Linked DNA regions of Mus musculus: region 2 is linked to region 1. Evidence: chromatin contacts called from public promoter capture Hi-C data. All regions are on one chromosome and are shown on one strand. Each heading gives the region's core, a stretch centred on a gene start, on an enhancer-like site or on the middle of the called end of the contact. The rest is flanking DNA. Distances are from core to core; before and after follow the strand shown.

Evidence for each region. Promoter capture Hi-C pulls out the DNA fragments that hold promoters and counts their contacts.
Region 2: a contact with region 1 is called in a promoter capture Hi-C map of the C10 cell line. The contact joins the promoter of Frg1 here to the enhancer-like site in region 1. A contact is called at or near these places in 13 of 39 promoter capture datasets (the C10 cell line, the HPC-7 cell line, embryonic stem cells and 6 more), 29 of 484 Hi-C or Micro-C datasets (the C10 cell line, CD4 T cells, CD8 T cells and 21 more), 9 of 115 datasets of contacts at active chromatin or transcription factors (the 230-238 cell line, bone marrow-derived macrophages, embryonic stem cells and 2 more) and 4 of 9 other capture datasets (adipose tissue, embryonic stem cells, liver and 1 more).

The regions. Positions count from the first base shown.
Region 1 is chr8:41,328,677-41,336,616 of GRCm38.p6, forward strand. Pcm1 (pericentriolar material 1) reads left to right here. Exons shown (of 38, transcript NM_023662.3): 35 at 93-349; 36 at 1,957-2,049; 37 at 2,130-2,244; 38 at 3,307-5,411. The coding sequence ends at 3,332. Among named protein-coding and RNA genes, the nearest start is that of Asah1, 42 kb to the right of the region's middle. Within about 2 kb of position 2,940, at least 2 of the 459 cell types and tissues checked have an H3K27ac peak or open chromatin away from gene starts, as enhancers often do.
Region 2 is chr8:41,412,407-41,420,346 of GRCm38.p6, forward strand. It overlaps Frg1 (FSHD region gene 1), which reads right to left and starts at 4,712. Exons shown (of 9, transcript NM_013522.3): 1 at 4,494-4,712; 2 at 2,397-2,467. The coding sequence starts at 4,555. Gm50494 (a long non-coding RNA gene) reads left to right here and starts at 4,720. Exons shown (of 2, transcript XR_003947538.1): 1 at 4,720-4,843; 2 at 4,945-5,329.

The DNA.
Region 1 (7,940 bases), core at 1,690-4,189:
TTACTCTTTCAAAGATTTGGTCCTTAGTGTTACAGAGTAAAATTGAACAAATGCTTCATTCCTCTAATGCCGAGACTTTCTTTTCATGGCAGATGATCAAGACAGCTCTCCTGTGAAACCTTGTTATCTCAATATCTTGGAAAATGAGCAACAGTTAAATAGTGCTACCCATAAGGACTCGCTTACTACTACTGATTCATCTAAACAGCCTGAGCCTCTGCCATTACCCTTGGCTGCAAGTGAAACCTTAGTGCCTAGAGTCAAAGAAGTGAAGTCTGCTCAGGAAACGCCTGAGAGCTCTCTGGCTGGAAGCCCTGATACTGAATCTCCAGTGTTAGTGAATGACTATGTATGTCGTCTTTACATTACCACAGAGGTTTGCTTTTGAATGTCTGAATATTTCATTTTCATGAGTAACACATTGAATATATAAATCAAACTACACTTTGTGCTTAGGTTTAGAACCCGTCAACATTTATTCTTTAAAACTTACTTTGATAGTAAAGGGATAATAAATTAAATGGCCATTTCAAAATCTGACAGATTTTATAGTTTTAAAAACCAAAAAATTAGTTGTGGGTGACAACTTTAAGAGAGTTCATGTTTATATCTGAAATGCTAATGACACATTTTAAATTAGTTAATCTCTTACGCTATTTTTTTTTAACTTCTTAGCTATTTAGAGCATTTTTTAAATTCTTTGATATACCTAAAGGTTTAAATTTGGGGTATGACAGAAACCTGTTTGACAGAGTCATTTTTTTAATTATTATTTTCCCCCCTTTGGTTTTTCGAGACAGGGTTTCTCTGTGTAGCCCTGGCTGTCCAGGAACTCACTCTGTAGACCAGGCTGGCCTCGAACCAGAGTCATTATTTTTATATAGCAAATTACATAACAATGTACTAAGGAATTTCACTTATAATAAAAGTACTGTAGTTTTTTTACTCTGAACCTTGATTTCATTTAAATTTTATAGCTAACAGGTTAGTTTGCAGATGTCTGGGTCATATATTTTTTAATATAAAATTTCCTAGCAGAAATGTAAAGTATGTAGCATAATATTTTAACCCCAGTGGGTACAGTGTATCCATCCCTCTCTTGTTGTTGTTTGGCTTGGTTTCTTGAATTTGTTGGTGGATTGGGCCAATCTGGAACTGGATAGGCACAGACGATCCTGGGACTGTAGGTCCTCCTGCCTCTGTGCCTTCAGTTCTTTCTTAAAAATTAAAATCGATTTTGTTCTTAGATGTTTTCATAGTAACAGCTTATAGATTGCTCAGAAAGGGAATGTTTCAAAAACATCCGTAGAAACTTACACTTTTTTTTTTTTTTAAAGATTTATTTTATTATTATATGTAACTACACTGTAGCTGTCTTCAGACACACCAGAAGAGGGAGTCAGATCTTGTTACGGATGGTTGTGAGCCACCATGTGGTTGCTGGGATTTGAACTCTGGACCTTCGGAAGAACAGTCGGGTGCTCTTACCCACTGAGCCATCTCACCAGCCCCGAAACTTACACTTTTAAATGGCTTTATTTTCCTGCTGTGTACATTTAAGTATTCAAAGATCTGAAATTGCTTGATTTAATCTTTAAAACATTTTTGCAATATTTATTTATTTTATGTGAATGTGTCCTGAGCCCATATAAGTCAAAAGTGGGCATTGGATTCCCCTGGAATTGGAGTTGCAGATGGCTGTGAGCCACCGTGTTGAGAATTGAATCTGAGTCCTTTAGAAGAGCAGCCAGTGAGGTTAACTACTGAGTCGTTTCTCCAACCCCTTTCAAAAATATTTTATTTTATTTAATTAATTAGTCGAGAGTGTGCATGTACATACAAGTGTCCTATTGTGTGTGAAGGTCGGAGACCTGCAGGAATTTGTTCTCTCATGCTGTGATTTTTGTTTTGTTCCGTAGTTAGCTTTTTTTTTCATTATCTCTAACTTACTCATAGGAAGCAGAGTCTGGTAACATAAGTCAAAAGTCGGATGAAGAAGACTTTGTGAAAGTTGAGGATTTGCCGCTCAAACTGACAGTCTATTCAGAGGTATGGGGCTCTCTTCAACTAAGCTTGCCTTTATAACAAATACTGAGATGAAAATTATATTTTTAATTTTTGTTCTAAAGGAAGAGCTAAGGAAGAAAATGATAGAAGAAGAACAGAAAAACCATTTATCTGGTGAAATATGTGAAATGCAGACAGAAGAATTAGCTGGAAATTCTCAGATACTGAAAGAACCTGGTAAAAGTTACCAATTTTAATTTTATATTGAAAAATCATGATCTTACCAGTTTAGTTTTTGAAAATATACTATTACTTCTTAGAAAATCTAAGCCTACTATTGAAAAAGGAGATGTTCTGTCAATGAATTCAGGTCCTTTATTCTTTTCAAATTATGTAAGATTATGTTTTTTATTATTAAAATTTTTAGTTTAATAAAGTATTAGATGCAATGCTAACACTAATGCTTTATGACTTTTTTAATGCTTAAAATTCATGTAATATCTTTTATCCCCTTGTGAAGAGTACGGGTTGAGATCCATTTTCCCTCCTGTCATCGCTCATATTATTTGTGAGGTTTTGTCTGTATTGTTTTAAATATCCTTAAACCTTCTTCGATGTAGAAAGTAAAAACCCCTATTTTTACATCATGAATTTTTATTTAGATAAACACATTATTATAATTGTAGTAATTATACCTTGTTTCCCAAATACACACACACACACACACACACACACACGAGTATTCCTCGTATCAAAATCAAAAGGATTTTCTTTTGTTTTTCTCTATTGGTAGTTAAAAACCATAAGATTTTTTTCCCCTTGTGTTTCTGGACATGGGTGGTGAACATTTAGACAGACCAGAGCTGCTCCTTTCAGCTCAGTTCTGCCACTTGAATACACGGCATCCAGAGTGGTGGCAGCCTGTCTGTCCTCGGGAGAAGGTGCAGCTGCCTCCCTCTTGGTACAGCCTCATGTACTTAAGTCTTTCAAGAACATTGTCGATAGCTCTTCTGTTTTCTTCCAGCCACTTTTCTCTTGTTTGCACTTAATCATTTTTAATAGTTACTTTCTTTTTCTTTTAATGGAGTATTTTTAGAAATATTTGGTTGGCCTCCCATCATGAAAAACAAATACTCATTCTGTGTTTTGTCAGGGAATTTGAACTAAATTCACATTTTTTATTGTGTTCTTGTATGTAATGTAAAAACTTTTATGAAAAAGAATTTTAAAAGTAAATTTTAGTAAGTAGTATTTTAATTCACTAATTTATAAAACATTGATCATTATTCTTCTTTTCAGAAACAGTGGGAGCCCAGAGTATATGAAATGTCTTCAGAGACTCATCTAACTCTCTTACATAGTCAGCACATTTAAAAAAAAGACACTAAATAAACATTTGCTTTGATCTGTATAAAATGTAAATTAGTTTGACACTGCATTTTTGATGGGTGTGCTAATTTCTGCCCATGGCAGTTTAAAACATTAGAATCTGAATCCTGGACAGATTCAAACCTTGACACACTGTGGGATTTTTCTTTTGCTTTTTGTCCTGTTTTTTCTTTCTTATGATCTTGACCCCCCCCTCCCCCACCCTTCATTGTGACATTTGGTGTGTTAACTTTAAAATGTAGTTTTAAATAAAGTTTGAACTTATCTGTAAAGTATGCTTTTGGGAAATGTTGTTGAATTCTATGCAGCAAATTGCTGTTTTTGTAACAACACTATTCAGAAACAGCAGTGGTCAAAAATTTGAGAAATTCTTATTTCCTCTAATTCTTATTTATTCTAAAGCTCTGCCTTAGACCAGTCTTTCAAATAATGTTAGTGTTGCTGCTGTTAGGTCTGATGTTCTTGTAGTTCCTGCTCTTGTGTGCGAATAAAGCAGATGAATCTCAGTGGTCTTAGAACATGTTAATAACTCAGACTGTATACACAGTTCAGACATTGTTAGTAACTAGAATTTAACAGGATTATCTATTAGATTAATATTTTTCAGAATTTAAAATGTTGCCTCATTCTAAAAATTAAAAAAAAAGCTTTATATGTATTTCTGTACAGACAAGTAGCATTCTAATTAATTAAAAAAAAAAAACAAACTCTTTCAAGTTAGGATAAATAGAACTAAATTTATGTAACAGAACACTAAGATTTTTAATGCCTATGGACAAAACATGCCTTTTGAGATGATAATTTAAAACCAAAGCCTAATAGTTGTTTTTGTGTGTTTTGAGAGAGAAGCAAGTTCAAGTGTTAAGAACGTCTCTGTGAGTTTTTCATCACTAAGTAAACCAACTCTTAAAAAGTGCTTTGCCTTCTGAGTCTGTCTACACTTACCACTTCCTATAATATTGCAGAGCCAGTTAACCATGAATAATCTGTCAGTCTTAGAGATTTATACTTGAAAAAGTAATAGTGTGAAGGACTAATTGTTCATTCCAAGTATTTGCTTAAATTTTTAAGTAGTTGTCTGTAATACTCTATAAGAACTTATTTGGTATTCCTTTAAAATTTTCACTTGCAGCTGGGCAGTAGTGACACGCCTTTAATCCCAGCACTCCAGAGGCAGAAGCTGTTTGATCAGAGTTCGAGGCCAGCCTTGTTTACAGATTGAATCCTAGGACAGCTGATGTTACATAAAGAAACCATATCTCAAAAACAAAATAAGATTCTCACTTACTTGATAGCTTAATATAAATGTCCAGTCAGTAAATAACAAATGATGGTTTTCTCTGAGGACTTTTGTATTGTTACTTAATTTAAACTAGGACCATATTTCTCAACCTTCATTAAAATTTGCAAAACTTCTAATCTAGAATTTACCCAGCTGGACGGACTTCAGGGACATTAGAACAGTAATTTATATTATATGTACAAACAAGTTGTGTATTTTCCAGGCGCAAAACAAGAAACTCCATTTTAATCCTCAGGCCAGGCTTACATAGTGCAGTGCGTTGTTCTCCCTCCCTTTCCTGCTTTGTGTCTTTGCATGCATACAGTGGAGGGCTGTATTTGATGTTCGCTACTACCATAGCATCTGTGAGCTTTATCAAACTAGTTTATTTGACTTATGTCCTACCTGCTATCTCCAATTTGTTGTTTTCATATTTTAGTGGATAATTTAGTTTAAAATACCCAGAGATTGGGAACATGCAACCGTGTAACGTGATTTTTCTAGTAAGTATCGCTCAGAAGGAAGTTATAGTATTTCTGTTTGTATTAATTTGTAAGTTAAAACTTTGGTTAGTAAGAGAAAAAAAATCCCAATAAATAAGCTATAACTCTTATGTAGTTAGAGATAATGCTACCATAATAAACTGCCCAGACTGTGGAGGTACTCTGTATTTTGTAACATTCACTTTGGGTAAATGCTTTTTCATTGCTAATAAATGTATATCATACATTCACTCTGAATTGTATTTTTATTTAAATTGACATGTTCACAGTAGTTGAGAATTTATTCCAAAATTGTGACTTAATCGTTTTTTAATGTTAAAGATTCAGGACAGGAAGAATACACTGACATCAAAGGTATGAATGGAAAGTATTTTTCTTGTGAAGAGCACACACTTCATTATTTCTTAGTTGCATGACCTTTGATATATACATAAAAGGAATTTTGAGATTGGATCTACCTTCTGTGGTTTGAAAATATCTAAGAGAATATAAGTGTTACGTATGATGCAGTAAGTCTATGTGAACAGGAGAGGAAGCACACTTTTTAGATCTGTTCTAGAAGAGGGGTGTTCCTGTAAACTCACCTACCATCGACTGCTAATTACTAACTTCCACAACCTTATGGAAGCTCTCCAGAGCAACGGAAACTCTAGTCTCCTCCCTCCCTCCGACTTTAACAGCTTTGACCCTAAGGTCAGTAGACTCTTATCCTCATTTTTCCTGTTTCTGAAGAACTGGGTTGAGTAGGGCACTGATCAAATGGGGGCTCAGGAACTAGGCTGCAGTGTGATCACAACAGTAAACCAAAATATCTGCTTGTTTTTAAACATGTTCATTAAATTGCTGTATTTATGTAACATGTATATGTACATTAAATTGTTAGTCTTGTGGAGGGATGCATGTGTACTATGGTGGACATTGGGGAAGTCAGAGGACAACTTGCAGGAGTCTGTTCTCTACTTCCATCATGTGGGTCCCCAGACTGAACTCAGGTCTCAGCTTTGGCAGCAGGCAGCTTTACCCACAGTGCCATCTCACGACCCAGTGACGATAGTTTTAGTTCTTTGTCTTATTTGTTGTTTCTAGTTTTTTTTAATTGTGGGATAGGACAAAGATTGTAATACATATTTTGCATCAAACTTCCTAGTAACATTGTATGGTTTTGCAGCAAGGATTAAATAGGATATCTGTCATTAGTCAGGCCCTCTAAAGTCCATGTTTGTAGGTCAAGTACGGAGATTTTTGTGTGTGTGTGTGAAAAATGCTATGAAATTAGTGAAGAAGCAGGCTGATAAAGGAGAAAGGATGCGGTGTCTGGGTAGAGGATTTCAACCCTCTCAGTACTATGTATACTGTGGAAATTACTTTCTAAATGGGAGTAAGGCTAGAACAAATGCAGCAGTTTGCTGCTCTGGAAAAGGATGGGGCTCAGTTCCCAGCACCCACAGCTCACAGCTCGTAGCTTCTGTTCCAGCTCCAGGGGACCTGATGCCCTCTTCTCTTCTCACTGTGAGTAGTTGCCTGCACCTGGAACACACAAACTCTGGTACACATACACATCTAAAAGTAAAATCTAAAATAGGCTTAAGACAGGTAACGACAGAAAAAAGTGAATGGCCTTTACCAATATTGGCCCACATACTGTGCCCTTTCATGATTTCAGAACAACACTGACTTTTCAAAGTAGCCATTTGGGGGAAATAGCAGATAGAGGGGTTGGGTACTGACTGCTGGCTTTGCCACTGTGATCATGACTGGTAACAATGACTGAAAAGTTAGCAAGTAGGCTTAGGCTTAAATTTGAAAGAGAATGGAAGGGGTTGAGCATGTGTCTCAGGAGTAGAGTTCCTACCATGAGCAAAGTCCTGTAAGCATCATCAGCTCTGCAAAAGGGGGGAGAAGGAAGAGGAGGAAGACATTAATAAAGATAAGTCAGTCTGTTGTCTGGATATCATAGCCACCTAAGAAAGAACAATATGAAGAATGGAAATAATAGCCCAGGTTTATACTCATTTAGCAAAATGAATTTTATTGGATTTATCCCATCTATCTGAAGTAGATTGACACTATTAAATAACCCACTAATGTGACTCCCAGTATGTATAGACCAGAAGACCAAAACCAAAAAGGGGTACTAGGACTAAAAGTAGTGGTTTTTTTTTTTTTTCTTTTTTCAGAATATAAGTTTTTCAAGACAGTGTTTCTCTGTGTAGCCCTGGATGCCTGGAACTAGGTCTGTAGACCAGGCTGGGCTCAAACCCAGAGATCCAGCTGCCTCTACCGCCTGGGGTCTGGAATTAAAGACTCCTTGTGCATCACCACTCTACAAATACTTGACAAGGTTTTTATTGGGTTCACTCATGCATCTCTATGAGTAACACTAACAGTCTCGAGCCATGTCAGGTACTGACTCCTGCTGAACTAACTGCCTGCAAAGTTTAGAAACACTTGAGATTCCTAAACCTAAAGCAACTCTGAGGAAAAAAAATAATTGTTGAATATTTATTTTACAATGGCAAATATGAAACCACAAGACAGTTATTAAGTCACTAGTCAGCTCACTGGTGAAACAATCAGAATCCTAACATTTTCCTGTTTGCATGCTATGCAATACTGACAAAAGTAGAATGCTTGTGGGCTGATGGAATGACTCAGTGGGTAAGTGTACTTGTTACCGAGCCTGATGACCTGAGTTCTATCTCCAAAATCTATATGGTGGAGGAGAGGCTGAGAGCCAGTCCCACAAAGTTGTCCTCTGA
Region 2 (7,940 bases), core at 3,462-5,961, 86 kb after region 1:
TTGCTCAGCCTGCTCTCTTATAGAACTAAGACTACCAGCCCAGAGATGGCACTGCCCACAAGGGGACCTTCCCCTTGATCACTAATTGAGAAAATGCCTTACAGCTGGATCTTGTGGAGGCATTTCCCCAACTGAAACTCCTTTCTCTGTGATAACTCCAGCTGTGTCAAGCTGGCACAAAACTAGCCAGTAAATGTTCAAATCTTTGTTGCTCTTTGACTAATTCTACAACTAAGAATTGTTTTTAAAATCTTCAACTCTAACTCTTATTTTGGGAGTATGCCTATAAAGATCCTATGCCTAAGTCACTCTGTATGGGGGGCTTTACGATGAGGACTACAAGTAACTGCTGTGGCTCTTCTCACCATATCTGCCCAGTATTTCCAATGTCCTGGCTGGTAAAAGAAAAACAGTAAAGCAATAGAAGACACAAGAAAGGAAGAATTAAACTACAGTCAAAGAAAACATGACTGGAGATGTTCATATAAACAAAGCAGCAATGATAGTGAGGGAGCTTAACACCCCAAAGAGCAAAGCCAATACAGAAATATAAGCTCTATACAATTGAAATACTGAATGTCTCAAATAGTCTAAAAGCAATACAACTCTCTTAGATAGCCTGACGGACTTTATTAAATGAAATGGTAAGTTTACTCTGAAGTTTAACTGGACATAAACACTCAGAATAAATAGCAAATTTTAATTAAAGAAACACGAAGGAGGTGAACTCAATTCCTGGACCTGGAAACCTTATGGGATGAATAAAGCAATGAAGTAATAAAGACAAACACTGACAGAAAACAGATAAGTGGAACAAGAGTCAGGAAGGAGACCGACATACAGAAACCCAGCTAATTTTTAAGTAGCCATTTCATAGCAAAAGACAACAATTCAAAAGGAGGCTGGGGAAAAACAGAAGCAAAACCCAATCTCTGAGACCTACCTCACACTACACAATCACCCTGAAGTGGGTGATAAAGTTAGCAAAGAAGAAAACTCTAAACTTGAATGTGTCCAAAAGGAAGAGCAGAAGTCTTTCAAGATGTTGAGATAAGGGTAAGCTAAATAAAGACCTAAAAGGCAGCAACTATGAGAGAAAACAGTTAACAAGTCGGAGGAAAACTAGAGACCAGCTCAGCAGACAAGCAGTGTAAAGAAAACCAAAGGCAGCGGTGTGAGAGAAAGGCTGCTTACTTCCCAGGACCTGCAGCAGACAACATTTTTCTATCCCTGGTAGGACATTAAAACAGCAACACCATTTAGAACAATTTGGCACATTCTAATACCATTAATTACTCACCTATGGTAAGAAACAGCAGGTCAGCAGACACATACCTACCCCTGATCCTGACCCCAATTACAGAATTCTATTATTTTAGAACGGCTTTTTTTCAAGTGATGTGAGGTTTCCTACATCGTAACTTTACACCATTGCCTACTTTTTAAAAATTTCTTATTACATTTATTTGCGTCCATGTGTTTGTCTGTCAGTGTGTGTACAAGTCAGACAGAGGACAACTTGTGCAAGCCACTTCTCTCCTTCTATCCCTGGGACCCACATCGGGCTGCCAGGCCTGGCCACGGCCACACATACTATTACCTGTGGTTTTATTTGGCCAAAGTTTCAAAATTTAGCTTGCCCAGTTTTAATAAACAAGAAATTTGACTGAAAGTATAGGTACACATAGGGCAGGAAAACAGAAGGTATTGGCTATGGATTTGCAAGTGCTTCTAGAACCACTTATAGGGGCCTTGATGTTCTGTTGTGTTTAGGATTCTCATTCATTTCAGGGTATGTGATAATTAATTTGCTACATTATACTTCCTTTGGAAACAAAGAAATTGCAGACTCGTCACCACAGTTTATGTGCTTCCAAAGAAAATGATGTGCAGATGACAGTACTTTTGTCTGACAGGCCTTTAAAGTTGGGGATCAGTCTCAATGGAGTCTCTGGCCCACTGTGGGGTTCCTACGGTGAGGAAGAAAAGTCTTATCTGGTGACCTGACAAGCAGACCATCAGTTCTGACTCAGAAAACACTTCAAGTGGAACAATAAGAGATGCTAACATTTCATACAATAAACGACAGTGCAGCTTCGAGCTAGGATGGATTTCTAGACTTTGTTAACGTTTGGATAAATTCTAAGAATATTGTAAGGCAAGTGAGAATTATAGGAACCTCAAATCTCAGTCATGCCATAGTCTGGATGTTCGTATCATCTCCAAATTTTACATGCTGAAACCTTGTCACCAATGCTCTGGAGCTCGGCAGCGGTCACAACACTGAGAGGAGATTCGTTTGTGATGGTCAAGCTCTCAAAATGGGATTAGTGCCCTAATAAAAGAGGTTCTAGAGAGAAAAAAATTAAAAAATAAAAAGAACTGAGGTGGCTTACCCACAATATCAAGTTGGGTCTCCTCGTCTTCTTCCCGTTTTCTCTTCTTATCTTTGCTCTTTTTCTTTTTACTAAAGGGGAAAAAAGATGTATGCATGGACTTGGACATACTGTTATGTGTTAAGAACTACAAGGTGAGAACTCAGGAGTCATTCCAGCTCTATGAGTGACCTACGGATAAACGATCTTTTACAATTTACAGATGTTTGGTTTAAAACACCGAGAAGCTGCTTCTGCCCTCATTTCCCAGACGACAGACTGCAAAGCAGAAGTAAGCTGAAATAACCCCTCTCCCTACCCCATGTCTTTGGTCAAGTTGTTTTATCAGAGTAATAGAACCCTTAACTAAAGACAGCCTTGTTGTAAAGCATTTCTCAAAAAGCTAAACACTGAGTTATCAAAAATAACACCCTAGGTAATTCTACACACACACACATGTGTGTGTGTGTGTGTGTGCGCGCAGATATCCAAGAGAAATGAAAAAAGTATGTCCACAAAAACCAGAAAACTGATAGCATCATTGTCATTAGCAGAAAACACTCATCAAATGAAGAAAGAACATAATAAAAATAGTATCATTCAGTCACAGAACAGAACAAACACACAGCCCACAGGATGGATTGCTCTTCAAAACGAAGAGCAAGAAGCTAGGTATAGCACACAGCAGCAGCCCCCAGCAAACGGGTGGATCTCTGTGAGTTCCAGGTATAGCACACAGCAGCAGCCCCCAGCACACGGGTGGATCTCTGTGAGTTCCAGGCCAACCAGAGCTACGTACGGAGATCCTGTCTCAACAGCAACCTAAGTGAAAGAAGCCAAACATAGAAGGCTATGTACTATTTAATTCCACAGGCATAACATATTCATAACAAGTAAATCCTTATAGCTGGAAAGCAGTCGACAGAAGCTGGAAGGGCGGGCAGAAGGGTGTGACTATTTAATGGTTGGTTAAACAGTCTCCTTTGGAGTGGCAAAATGCTTACTGACTAAATAGTGGTGAACTCGTAAATATACTAAACCCCACTAGCTGTACACTTTAAAAGGAGTTTATGGCTTATGAATTACAGCTCCATAAATGGAAACACGAGGAGAGATCTTAGGGGAAAAGTGATTATTCAGAGTGCTTACAACAAATTCTGAGCCTTGCTGTGGTTGCAGCCCAAGCCTTTAATCCCAGCACTTGGGGGTTGGTGGGGTGGGGGAGGTGAGGCAGGTGAGTGTCTGAGTTCATGGCTATCCTAGTCTACAGAGTTAAGTTCCAGGACTACACAGAGAAACCTTGTCTCAAAAAAACAAAGAACCAATCATGGAAACATGGAAAGCACTACATAGGTTTTAATAACTGCTGTCTTAACTTCTTTGTATTTTATCGACAACATCTTCAGAAGCAAATTCTAAATTTTAAACAGTTTCAGATTCGGTCAGGATAAAGCTCCGAGCTCATTCAGCACGAAGCTCGCTGACAAGTACCTGTTGAAACTGCTTCAGCGGTGATACAGGAAATAAAGTGTTCAACTTTGGCTAGATCCTTCAAGAGGACGGAAATAGGATCGGGCAAGATATCTTTCTCTATAGGGCTAACTATAAATCACACCCACATGCCTCCACTTGGCTGTTATATTCTGAGTTGGCTGTCTCATTCAGTTCTCATAACTCTTTTTTATAGTCTCGAGGAACAAGAACCAGCGTCTAATAAATCAGCAAACGAACCATCAACCCATCACCGGTGCGAATTCAAGGTCCCGACTCACACTATGATGCAGCTTTGCCTGCCCCCTACATATTACACTGCAGAGAATCAGGGCGTTTTTGTTTGTCCGCTTGCTTTTTCCATTTGCAGGAAAGACCGGTGGAAAAAAAAACTTTCCTTAAAGCAAGTTATCAAGGCAGGCAGGGGGAGGCCTGGGGGGGGGGGCAAAAGTAGGACTCCTGGTCTCTCCGTTTCGGGGGATCCCCGGCCACGCAGCGTCAGCTAAGAAGTGTCGGGGAGGCTGTCCACGCAGGTCTGAGTGTCCTGGGTGGCTTGGCTACCCCGTCCCTTGAGCCCCGGGGATGGATGCACTGAGAACCGCGCCTCCCTCCCGAGCGCCGCCTCACCTCTTGGCTTTAGTGCCCTTGAGCACGAGTTTGGTGGACTTTACATAGGAATATTCGGCCATGGCCCGGCTCGCTGAAGTGGCAGCCTCTGGCAGAGCTTCCGTAGGACTGGGAGGAGGAGGAAGTGGCTCTAACGGCCGGAGCTGAGCGAGTCCCCGAGGAACTCTCGGTCTTCTTCAACCCAAGGCTACGATTCTCCGGCTTCCTGTTTACTGCTTCCGATGCACTACGGCGGCCGTGGAGGGTCCAATCACGTCAGCGTTCCTGCGGCGAAGTCCCGGATGTTCGCGGTTTTTTTTCCCCCCCAAACCAGGCAAAACTTATAGAGACGCCCCCTGGTGGAAGCGAAGGTATCCAACAGTTTCCTGCTGCCGAGGTTGTAAAGACCATACCTGGATTGGATGAGCCAGATGTTGAAAGGATCAAATCTATCTGCCCACTCTCTTTGCAGCGGACATCGCACCAAGTACCCGGCAACCCGCCAGACTGGGCCTGCACAGAGAAACCGAGATGTGTGTTCTGTGGAGGCGTGGGTCACAGCCTTGGCTTCGGGCAACTTTATCAACGACTCTGGCTCCAGAGTTGTTAGTTGTGTTGTACATGTTTTACTCGTGTATTGTGTATGAGTAACACACAAGAAACAATTGAGGAATGATACAATGTATAGTTGCTAACTACTGGTTTCTATCGCAAGTGCTGAAGAGACTTTGGTCTCCACACCGAATACTGTCTTTCCCTGTAGTCTTGATCCAGCCAAGTGCGTATTCCTTTTGCCTCCTCCAATCTTCCCCGCAATGTTATAACTCCCTTCCATTACAAACAATGCACCGCTGATACAGCTTCTGTGTGATCTTTGGTTTTTGTGAAAGAAACATGAATGCTGTTAGAATCAAAAAATGGAATGGCTTTGTCAACACTTGACAAATATAAAACACTTTTGAAGGAATGATTGATGGCAGCTCTGGCAAGGGATGACGTGCAAAGATATTCTAGGTCTGTGTGATCTGGCTGGAATCCAGACACACACTTAGTACACACCTTTAATCCTAAACAACGATGTCTAATTGAGGGGCAAACAAAGTGGTGAATCAGAGGGAGATTTGACAGAATATGCTCAACGCTCATCTGAGTGGCACAAGAGAGAGAAGCTATTCAGGTCAGGGGCAAGTTCAGTCTTTAGCGCTTGTCAGTCAGTGGGGAGTCAGAGTGGCGAGTACAGTACAGTGGAGTTGAGTGAGTTCCTTCATGAGCTCCTGCAGTTCAGTGAAGGTCAGCAGAGGCAGTTAAAGCCAGAGAATGAGAAGCCAGAAGATTAGAATAGATTACCAGAGTTAGTTTGAGGGCAAGCAGAGCAACTCAGGAGACACGGAGAGAAGCCAGATGAAAATCAGTCAGCTTGGAGAGGAGTTGAAGCCAGAATAGATTAGCTGAATCAGCCAGCCAGAATTTAGAAAGGAGTGGAAAGGGTGAGTTTATTCAGCAGCAAGCCTCTGAGATGGCGATTACATCTAGCAAATAGAAGATATTTTTGACAAAACTATCACAAAGATACTGCCTGAACTCCAACCTTGCACAGAAACTGCCCACAACCTCATACAGGAAACACTTTTGCAAGTACTTCTCCCTATCCAGCAAATAAATACAGGGTCTGTTATTTGTAACTCAGCCAATGATTATTGCTTAAAAGTATCTGATTTAACTCTCTTTATCTTTGTCTTGTCTTTTCTGGTGCTGGGGACCTGGCTTTGTGATAGGAACAGAGCATGCAGTTTAGGGTAAGGCCCTGGAAAACTGCACAAGCAGGAATGACCACGCTTTTCCCAAGAACACCAGAAGGGAGCTGGGTGTCTTCTAACTTCTGAAAGAGCATCCTTACCTGGAGATGACCTGAGAGCGCGACCAAAGCTCAAGGCACTAATCTTTTCTGGAACTGGATCTTTGGCTTTTCTTGGTGAAATAGGTCTTGTCTCATCCTCAGGTTTAGCCCATCCCATAAATGATGCTGGGGTTATGGCTTAAGAGAGGCAATGCCACAGTAGTCTTGATCAGAGCTCTATAGAAGTCCATTAAGGAAGAGACACTTTCCTTTGGAAAATAAGATAAAATTTCTCTCTCTTTTTTTAAAGATTTATTTACTTATTAATATGTAAGCTGTCTTCAGACACCCCAGAAGAGGGTGCCAGATCTCGTTGTGGATGGTTGTGAGCCACCATATGGTTGCTGGGATTTGAACTCAGGACCTTCAGAAGAGCACTCAGCGCTCTTAAGCGCTGAGCCATCTCTCCAGCCCCCAGAATCTCTGTTCTTAGGTAGAGACCTAAAATCTTCCCCCCACTTTGAAACAGGGGATGTCTGGGTGTCCTTGGCTGTTTTGGAGCTTGCTCTGTAGACCAGGCTGGCCTCAAATCTTAAAGAGATCTGACTGCCTCTGCTGAGATTAAAGGTGTGTGCCCACCCCCACCATTGCCCAGTGAGACCTAACATTCTAGCTAACCAAGATTATGAGTTAATAAATCTGGGCTTATCATTCACCAGGCAGAGACCATTCCCCAAAAAGCAAAGGCTAATTTACCTTAAGCCTTGGGTAAAGAGACCAGAGAAATAATTATCCCTGTAGTGAGATAATGCCTTTCCTTTCCTGTAACTTTTCCTTTTCCCCATCTCTTTCAGCTCATCCTGAGCAAGCTTCCTCAGTCACTCTGGGATTTTTCCTTTTCCTTTTCTTTTCTTTTTTCTTTCTCTAAAACCGCCCCCACTTCCACCACACCGGCTTCTCACAAACAATGGTTTTCTCTATTCCCCTAATGTTACTATTTATGAAGAACTGTCATGCTTCTTGCTCTGGAGTTTTTCTTTTGAACACTAATAGAATTGTCCTTGAGCTTCTGTTTAAGTTCATTCTTTTTTTTTTTTTTTTTTTTTTTTTTTCAGCCCCCTACATTTTATTTTTATTTTGGAGATTATAAAATAATTACATCATTTCCCCCTTTCTTTTCTCCCTCCAAAGCCTCCATGTTTATACTCCCCTCTTACTCTCTTTCAAATTTATGGCCTCTTTTTCTTTTTTTTTTTTTCTTTCCATTTTTTATTAGGTATTTAGCTCATTTACATTTCCAATGCTATACCAAAAGTCCCCCATACCCACCCACCCCCACTCCCCTACCCGCCCACTCCCCCTTTTTGGCCCTGGCGTTCCCCTGTTCTGGGGCATATAAAGTTTGTGTGTCCAATGGGCCTCTCTTTCCAGTGATGGCCGACTAGGCCATCTTTTGATACATATGCAGCTAGAGTCAAGAGCTCCGGGGTACTGATTAGTTCATAATGTTGATCCACCTATAGGGTTGCAGATCCCTTTAGCTCCTTGGGTACTTTCTCTTGCTCCTCCATTGGGAGCCCTGTGATCCATCCATTAGCTGACTGTGGGCATCCACTTCTGTGTTTGCTAGG